Linked DNA regions of Sus scrofa: region 2 is linked to region 1. A link is a contact called in public promoter capture Hi-C data. All regions are on one chromosome and are shown on one strand. Each heading gives the region's core, a stretch centred on a gene start, on an enhancer-like site or on the middle of the called end of the contact. The rest is flanking DNA. Distances are from core to core; before and after follow the strand shown. Region 1 holds the start of TAGLN2 (transgelin-2). Region 2 holds the start of CRP (C-reactive protein, pentraxin-related).

Region 1 (4,549 bases), core at 572-3,071:
GAAGCAGCTGTTAAGAGTAGGGTGGAGGAGACTGGAAGTTATTCGAGTTTGGGAGTAGCGAGGGAGACTTAAGGAAATAGTTCAGGAGAAGATGAAATGCCCTGGGAACAAGTGAGCCCCATACCTGAAAATCCTGGAGGGAGAGGGGATGGGGGGTGAGGGGAGGTGGGGGGAGAAAAGGAAGCCAGTCCCCAGTAGGCAAAAGAGGGATTGACTGGGGCAGTGGAGTGAGGGTGGGGGTGGGGATGGGGGGAGAAGTGCAACTGGACAAAGACCCTTTGGATTCTGGGCAGGTAGGGCCCTGCTGCTGGCCCCACCCTACCTTGGCCTCCTCTGCAGTTTTAAGTCTTCTCTGTGGACCAGGAAGGAGAACTCGGGAGTGAAGCTGGAAACGGGGAACCGGCCCTCTGTCTGGTGCTCTGGAGTCAGAAAACTAGGAGAGCCTCCTGCACCGGATCTCCACACCAGTCCATCCTCACTTCTGCTCACTGATAGCACGTTTCCCCCTGAATCTCACGGGTACCGGCTCCTGGAGACTCCAGGAGGCCTGCAGAGCCGGGGTGAAGGGGTGGAGGCCAGGCGGCAGTCCATTTCCGGTCCTGCTGGTCCGGCCCCCACAGCCGCCCCCCTCGCCACACCCTGGGCCGTTACTGGGATGAGTCACCCACCGCCCGCCGCTGGGGTGACGCAGTGGTCTGGGCAGCCCGCCCGCCCGCGGCCACCACCGACTTTCCCAGCAGTAGGGGGCAAGGAGTGGGGGCATCGGCTCCCGTAGGGGCTGGAGGCGCGGGAAAGCCGCCACCCTCCCCCAACACCACCGCCTACAGGCAGGGCACCCCGGGGCGCGGTCAGAGCTGCAGCCTCCCAGATGTCTGAGATCAGGGGACTCTCCTCAAGGCGACTGGGGCTTTAACTCCCGGCGCCAACCCTGGAAGGGGAGGCCACTGCGGGACCCGCGCACGGAGCCCCCTTGCTCCAAACCGCGCCTCGGAGTCCCTAGAAAAAAGATCTGCAGGAGAATAAAGAGAAAGGACTGGGACGCAGAGGGCAAGCAGCACCCACACGTGTTCCTGGAATCAGGAAGTGAAGGGTCGCGCGGGAAGCCCCGGCGGCGCGGAGCGGGCCAGGGTGGGCGCTGGGACCCTGTACGCCCCGTCCCTCGGGGCCAGTCCCTGACGCCCTCCTTTCCTCACCCTAGCACGGATCTGGAGCTGAAGTCCGCGGGAGGGACGCAGTCCCCACGTCCCTGATCCAGACAGACGCCCCGTCTATGCACCCGCAACACCGCCTGACCTCATGGCTCAACAATGCGGGGTCAGAGTCTGAGGACAGACCTGACAGCCCGGGGCGGGGCAGAGCAGTCATCGGACCCCTGCCTGCGAGCCCTTGGTCCCCAAGCTCACAGGAGCAGGTCGCAAGCTCGGGCTTCCTGCAGCCTAGAGACCGCGCACATCCCCCCTCCCCCGCCCCGACGGACCCCCTCCCTCCAGCTCACCTTTCACTCAGGCAGGAGAATTGCGCACTTAAGACTGGGGCTGCCGCGCGAATGGAGCGCCTGGGCTGGGCCGGGGGTTTTCAGCAGGCTCCCGCCTCGGACGGGGCGGACCAAAGGCGGGGCAAGGCCGAGAGGGTTTAAAGGCGCCGCACTGCAGAAGCGGAGGGCAGTGCTTAAGAGATGGGGCTGGAGACCAGAACCTGGGTTAAAGGATCTCAAGACAGTAGCCTCCGCCCTGGAGAACTTCTACACCTACCCTAGAACCCGTAAACTTGTGCCCCAGTGGGAAACTTTCTGCCTAGGTTAGCGCAAGAAGGGCGTTTTTTACGTGCGAAGAAGCCTCTTGGTTTAAAAAGGATGTTTAGGTAAACAGAGGCACAGGAAGACACTCCCCACCCACCCCCCCACAATTGACTAGGGTGTGACATGCAGGCCAGGACAGCTCCCGGACTTGGTCTTGCTCCCCACCTTCTTCAAGCCTGGGCAGAGACTAACAGTGAAGTCATTCCTTTCTCAGGGCCTAAGGGGTGTGACCAGTGTTGGGACCCAGGGTTCAGACTTGACTTTTTCCCCTTCATCTCCTCCTCCATGACCTGGCATCTCTTTTTTTTTTAATTTTATTTTATTTTATTTTTTTTATTTTCCCACTGTACAGCAAGGCCTGGCATCTCTTAAATCCTGGAGGGATCAGAAGAAGAGCCCTCAGGGAGTTCCCGTTGTGGCTCAGGGGCAACAAACCTAGTATCCATGAGCTGTGGTGTAGGCTGGCAGCTGCAGCTCTGATTGGACCCCTAGCCTAAGAACTTCCATATGAAATAGGTGCAGCCCTTAAAAAGAGAGAGAGGAGGAGGAGGCTGGCAGTTCCTCCATCTCTGATGGTGGAGGAGAACATCATTTGTGGTGGATGGAGTCCCTGCTTGCAGCTATCAGTGTAGTTTTATTTATTTTTTGGTTTTTTTTTTAAATTTTTTTGTCTTTTCAGGGTCGCATTTGCGGCATATAGAAGTTCCCAGGCTAAGGGTCCAATCAGAGCTGCAACTGCCAGCCTATACCATAGCCACAATAATGTGGGATCAGAGCCGTGTCTGCAAACTGCACCACAGCTCACAGCAACTACAGATCCTTAGCTCACTGAGCAAGGCCAGGGATCGAACCTGTGTCCTCATGGATACTAGTTGGGTTCGTAACCTCTGAGCCATGAACTCCATCAGTGGAGTTTTCATAGCTGTTAGACGATCCCATATATGCTGGTTTTTAAGGACATCAACAACCAATGCCCTCCTACTTCTCCATTCTCTCTTCCCCATACTCCCTTCCTGAATATTCCAGTGCACACTGACACCCTGGGAGGCCAAGTCTTTTCACTCCTCCATGCCTTCACATAGGCTGTTCCTCCTTCCCTTGACTGTCTTCTCACCTGCCCTACCCCTCATGGACTTTGTGACCTCGGGGCAAATCACTAAAGCTCTACACCCCAGCTCCCTGGTCTATAAAAATAGAGCTAATGGTACTACTTACCTTAGAGTGGTAGAGAATTAAATGATACATGTGAAGAGCTTAGAGCAGTGCCCGGCACACAGTGAGTGCTCAGCTGACAGCTATTATCATTGCTCCCACTTTCTGTGAGGATGCCTGCAGAGGCCCACCCCAGAGGTAGCATTTGTCCCAGCACAAGCTGTAAGCATTCACTGTTGGCTGACTCCTTCCTTCTTGCTACCCTAGTAACCAACACATAGCTTTGTCAGAGGACTTGTCATATCATCCTGTGACTATTTTTTTTTTTTTTTTTGCCTTTTTGTCTTTTTAGGGCCGCACCTGCGGCATATGGAGGTTCCCTGGCTAGGAATCTAATCGGAGCTGTAGCCACTGGCCTATGCCAGAGCCACAGCAATGCCAGTTCTGAGCTGCATCTGCAACTTACATGACAACTCACGACAAGGCCGGATCCTTAACCCACTGAGCAAGGCAAGGGATCGAACCCGCAACCTCATGGTTCCTAGTCAGATTCGTTTCTGCTGTGCCATGACGGGAACTTCCTGTGACTATTTCTTTGCTTGCCTGCTTCATCCACTAGAAAGAACTCCCCTGAGGGCAAAGACATGACTTTTGTACTTTCTACTTCAGTATCTAGCTCAAAGCTGGTCTTCAGATTCAGAAGCTGACCTCTTTAGGCATTCAATAAATGCTTTTTTTTTTTTTTTTTTTTTTTGGCTGCGCCTTCAGCATACAGAAGTTCCGAGGCCAGGGATTGAATCCAGGCCACACAGTGACCCACAGCCATGACAATGCATGATTCTTACCACTAGGCCACCAGGGAACTCCAATAAATGCTTTTTGAATGGATGTTGAATGTATCTGTCCTTTTTAAGGGCTCAGGGATTTTCCTACTTCTCTCTCAAATTCAAAACCAGATGATACACAGAAACATTTTTCAGACTTTATTCACCTGTAAAAAGTCCTCACCCACACCACAAACAACACACACACACACACACACACACACACAGACCTAAGATCCCTGTTTCAGTCCCCCAGGCTCCAGGGGCTCAGCACATACACCCCACACCAAGCCTATGGTCAGGATGTGTGCCTGGGCACCACAGGGGCAGGGGCAGTGTCCCAGGCTGGAGCTAGGTCTTGCTGGGGGCCTCCTCTGCAGGGTCTGTGTGCCTTCACCCTGCCTCACGTTGGGGCATTCACAGCAGAGTGGCCTGTTCAGGGTGGGAGATTGGCTGGCGATAGGCTGGTAGCCGGGACCTGGCAGCATCTCGGCGGCGGCGGAAGGCCAGGAATTCCTCCCGAAGAGCAGCACAGCGGGCCTCAGGGCCAGGCCCATGGGTGGTGTTTAGGAGGCAGCCCTCCTCTGAAGTCTTTGCACCTGCAAGAGGGCAGAACAATGAAAGGAGAAAGTCTTCAGCTTCCCTGGGTGAATTCTTGAGGTTCACCGGGATCATGAAGCTCTCCAGGGCCTGCCAGTGCAGAGGAGCGAGCCTGGGGCACAGGGCCTAGCTGGGAACAGACTGGGTTCTAAGGCTACGGGCATGGGACAGCGAG
Region 2 (4,549 bases), core at 967-3,466, 220 kb before region 1:
GTCAAAGCTGCCTGTCTGTGCTGTCAGTCCTTTGGCTCTGCTGGTCCCAGCTTGGCTTCTTTCCTCATATTCCTTCTCCATGTTTAAATGAGATGGCTTTTGGAGATCTCAGGCTAATACCCTCATAGCTTGGAATTCCAGCAGGAAGATGTCTCACTCCCAAAGTTCATAAAACAATCCTGGGAAGACTAAAATTGGTCCTTCCAGGAACATACAATCATCCCCCCCAATCTCCAAATAGGATTGGGGCTACTCTATTAGGATAGCGTGGGTCACAGCCACTCTGTGGCCTGGGTATGTTGGGGAAAAGGTGGAGTTTGAGAAGAGTTTCCCGAAAGAACCACAAAATTAAGAAATCACTGTGAGCAAACAAAAAACATGGCTCTGTAAGACCTTGGCACTAATAATTACGGTAGCTACATCTAAATGCTCCACTTTGTCTAGGGAAATAGATAGGTCTTCTCTACTAGGGCCATTCTGATTGCCTTTCTGGGGTACTTTGAGAAATGGGAAGAATGTACAGTATTGCTAGGTTTCCCATTTCTTTTTTTTTTTTTTCCTTTTTGTCTTTTGTCTTTTTTAGGAGTTCCCATTTCCAAAGACCTGGCCCAATGTCATAACTCTGAGATGGAAGGGCAAGTCCCTCCTACTTTCTAGGAAGTCTTGGGTAGGAAATTAGGTAGAAGACAGCACACCTTTCTCAACTCAGAGAAAGATTCTCCTTGTGACTTTAAAAAAAAAAAAAATCAGTTCTCCTTTCTGGGTCCCAATTTTCTCATCTACATGAAGGAAAGGTATTGTCTCTAAGATTTTTTCAACTTAAAAAAAAAATAGCAATAACAGAACCAAACACACCTGCAATTCTGATCCTGCTGTAAAAACCAAAAACCAAAACCAAAACTTCTCAATGTAGTTCACAGCCTCCCAAGCCAGACACTTGAATGCCCTCTCTGGCACTGAGGAGGGTAGAGCAGGGATGTGAGAGCCTGTGTTCACAGAGCTGGCTTGCAGTGTGTGTACAGGGGCTGGGGCCAGTCTAGAACCACAGAGTGCAACTGTCAGGAAACACCTCCAGGACCACAGCGGCATGGCCTCAGGGCCACAGCTGGGGCTTGACATACACCTCGCCACTCATTTCATAACTCAGCGCCCGCCAGTTAAGGACATTAGGACTGAAGGTCCCACCAGCATAGACAGTGCTAATCTCCTCTGGTGACAACACATAGTCCCACATGTTCACATCTCCAATGTCCCCCACCAAACACTGGTTCTTCTCATACTCCCCAGCGAATGTGTCCTGCTCCTGCCCCAGGATAATGCTTGCCTCTGCCTCCACGGAGGCTCCCTTCTCCAGGCTCTTCCTCACCTTGGGCTTCCCGTCCACCCAGAACTCTGCAATCCCAGAGGCGGACTCCCAGCTGGCACAGATGTGTGTCGGAGCTGCGGTGTTTTCAGGACTCTTGAATAATACCTCAGTCCCACGCACTCCAAGAATATATCCTCTGCCCTTAGACCAAAATATGAGGATCTCGTTAGGTTGTTTTTTGGTGGCATAAGAGAAAACGCTGTACCCACGGGTTGAGGCCAGTTCTGAGTAGATATGGAGACACACGGTAAAGGCCTTGAGTGGCTTCTTTAACTGCGCTTTCAGGGACACGTAGGAATTATCCGACTCTTGGGGAAACACAAAGGCCTTCTTATGCAAGTCTGTGAGATGGAAAACAGAAGAGAGAGGAGAAATTTCTCAAATCACAAAGATCTATTCCTTACATATAGAATTTGGGCTTGAGAAATAGACTGATTGTTCCTCAGTTATGCGCGCGCACACACACACACACACACACACACACACACACACACACACACACACACTCGTCTAGGCTGGATGTTCCTCTGACTTCACCTTCATCGTTCAGATCAAATCGCTGGCATAGCCCCAGGTAGCCCCTACCTGACTGGCCAAAAGCATTGGAGAAGCTGATCAAGACCAGGAAACACCACAACTGCTTCTCCATGTCACTCTCTGCTGCCAGTGGTAACAGAATATGGATTCACCCCCTTGGAGAAGATGCCTTTGGTTGAAAGCTCAGGGACTAGAAGTCCTAGATCCCTCCTCTCAAGACTTGCCCCATCCTGCCTGGATTTATACCCAAGGCAGTAGAAGCGTCTGTGCCACTATGTAAATGACTTCCAATTCTGCTTCTCGCAGTGTCAGGGCTCTGGGAGGAAGGGAAGCAACATAGTTCCAGAACAGAGAAATCGATGTGGGTTATTTATTACAAACTCCTGTGACTACTGAGTCACCTCTGTGACAGGAGAAATGAAGAAGCTCTCCAAGGACTCCACTTTGGCTGTCTATCCTGTGAAATAATGGAAAATCTTATCTTAGTAGAAGAATAGCCATCTGATTGCACATGATAGCTGCAACTCTAGCACCTTCTTCAGCCCAAGTCATTGGGTCATTGGGTTTTCTGGAAGAAAGCGAAGAGCCTCTGGAGCTGACCATCATGGCTCACCCTTTACAGAGGCCTCTAGTTGACAGATTGGGAAATGCTGAAAACAAACATGCCATTTTCTGAGCCAAGGACAAATTTTTCTTAGCGCATTGAATTTAATTTTTAAGAAATCTCTGGTGCAGTGAAACATGTGCTTGATCACAAATATACCATATGCCAATGTGTCTTCATATTTTCTCAATATGTCAGGGTTTAGGGAGGTGTCAGGATGATCTGACCCTGCCATTTCCTTTATTCACAAAATTCAAGTAGTTTCTCCATGATGCCTGGCAATCTTAGTACCGTTCCCTACTGAAATCACCCTTCAGGATGATTATTTTTCTCCTCCTCTCTTCTTACCCCCAAATCTCATCCATTCTTATACTCAGCATTCAAAATTTTTTTTATTTTATTTTTTTGTCTTTTGAGGGCCACACCCTCGGAGGTTCCCAGGCTAGGGACCAAATCAGAGCTGCAGCCACTGGCCACAGCCACAGCCACAGCAAATCGGGATCTGAGCTGCACCTGCAACCTACACCACAGCTCACAGAAACACTGGATCCTTAACCCACTGAGTGAGGCCAGGGATTGAACCTACATCCTCACAGATACTAGTCAGATTTGTTTCCACTGAGCCACGATGGGAACTCCCAGCATTCACTTTTTCTTTATTGAGAAATAGAAGTCATCAGAGAAGAATGACCATACCTTTTGTAGCAGGGGCTTCTAGCTCCCCAGTGTCCATTCTCCACTTCTCCTACAGTAAGAGTGGCATTGGTGGTTGGGCACATGGTCACCTAGCCAATGAATTTCCCAGCCTCCCTTGCAGCTGGGAATGAGAATGTGAGTATGTTCTGGCCAGTGAGATATGAACAGAAGTAAGAGGGATGATTTCCAGGTTGTGCCCTTTAAAGTGAAGGCATCTGCTCTACCTTCCACTTCTCCCTTCCCTTTGCCTGGTGTGAGGCATGATGATAGGAGCTAGAATATCACCTTTGACCACCGTGGGTAAGATGCACGCTGAAGCTGGCAGATAGATGGAGCCTGGATAATTGGTTCTGGAACCGCTATAACGGCTCTAGACCACCTACTCGAACATTAATTTGATCTTCCTATTATAAAGGCTAGCTGATAACCTTACACATCCTCCCACTCCAAGTGTACCAATCTTTCTGCACTTTACTCACATATTCTGCCTCCTTCCCATAACAGGGGATGAATGGTCCCTGTGTATATCTAGGGCCAACCCTTGCACTTCTGCAAAGGATCCCAGACGTTCTTGATCACTCAGGGAATTTTGCTCCTGCAGGTATTCTATCTTCTAGATCATTAAATACCTCATCTTTATTCAATTATTCCCCCCAGCAAACAAATACACTAGAATATGTTTAATCTTTAATGAGAAGAAAAAGGGAGGAAAGAAGGGGGGAAAGAGTGAAAGGAGGGAGGGATCCTAAGACTCCTCATCTCCTTCTGCTATGGTCCATTTTTGTTCTGCCCTCATTTACAGCAAAACTTCTGGAAAGCGTTATGTGTACTGACAATATCCATTTTCCCATCTCCCGTTCTCTCCTCAGTCCAAGCAAACCAGACTCTGGCCTCTGCCACTCCGGTGAAACCAATGTAAACAAAAACCTTTCTCGTGTCAAATTCGATCATTGATTTTTGGTTCAGTTTCTCAGCAACAAAACTCAATATGGTTCACAACTTCCTCTTGAACAGCTGCACAGAGCTTTTTTAAAAAGTGAAATAATTTTAAAGCCCTATGCCTAAAACAAGTGGTCCTGCCTTCCACCTCTCTCCAGCCTTGATTCTCAAGTGGAGCTGAGAGATGGCAGAGCCTCCAAGAACATTGTTTGAGTCAGTGAATCCAGTCTCATCTGACACCAGTTCCACCTCAGTTCTTCTGAAGTCTATTAGCCCAAAAACTTTCTTTTTACTTATTTTACTTGGTTTTATGACACTTACATTTGCATGACTTTTGACAAATCGCAACACCTCCCGGACACTGCCCCAAATCCAAGGCATTGTCTGTCCAAACCAATTATCACTTG

What was found. Promoter capture Hi-C pulls out the DNA fragments that hold promoters and counts their contacts.
Region 2: a contact with region 1 is called in a promoter capture Hi-C map of liver, with 2.8 times the contacts expected there. The contact joins the promoter of CRP here to the promoter of TAGLN2 in region 1. A contact is called at or near these places in 1 of 5 promoter capture datasets (liver) and 1 of 2 datasets of contacts at active chromatin or transcription factors (alveolar macrophages).

Annotation. Positions count from the first base shown.
Region 1 is chr4:90,563,544-90,568,092 of Sscrofa11.1, reverse strand. It overlaps TAGLN2 (transgelin-2), which reads right to left and starts at 1,821. Exons shown (of 5, transcript XM_003125672.5): 1 at 1,496-1,821. It overlaps IGSF9 (protein turtle homolog A), which reads right to left. Exons shown (of 21, transcript XM_021089579.1): 21 at 3,919-4,373. The coding sequence ends at 4,192.
Region 2 is chr4:90,780,408-90,784,956 of Sscrofa11.1, reverse strand. CRP (C-reactive protein, pentraxin-related) reads right to left here and starts at 2,216. Exons shown (of 2, transcript XM_003355107.4): 1 at 1,952-2,216; 2 at 1-1,707. The coding sequence starts at 2,015. The coding sequence ends at 1,094.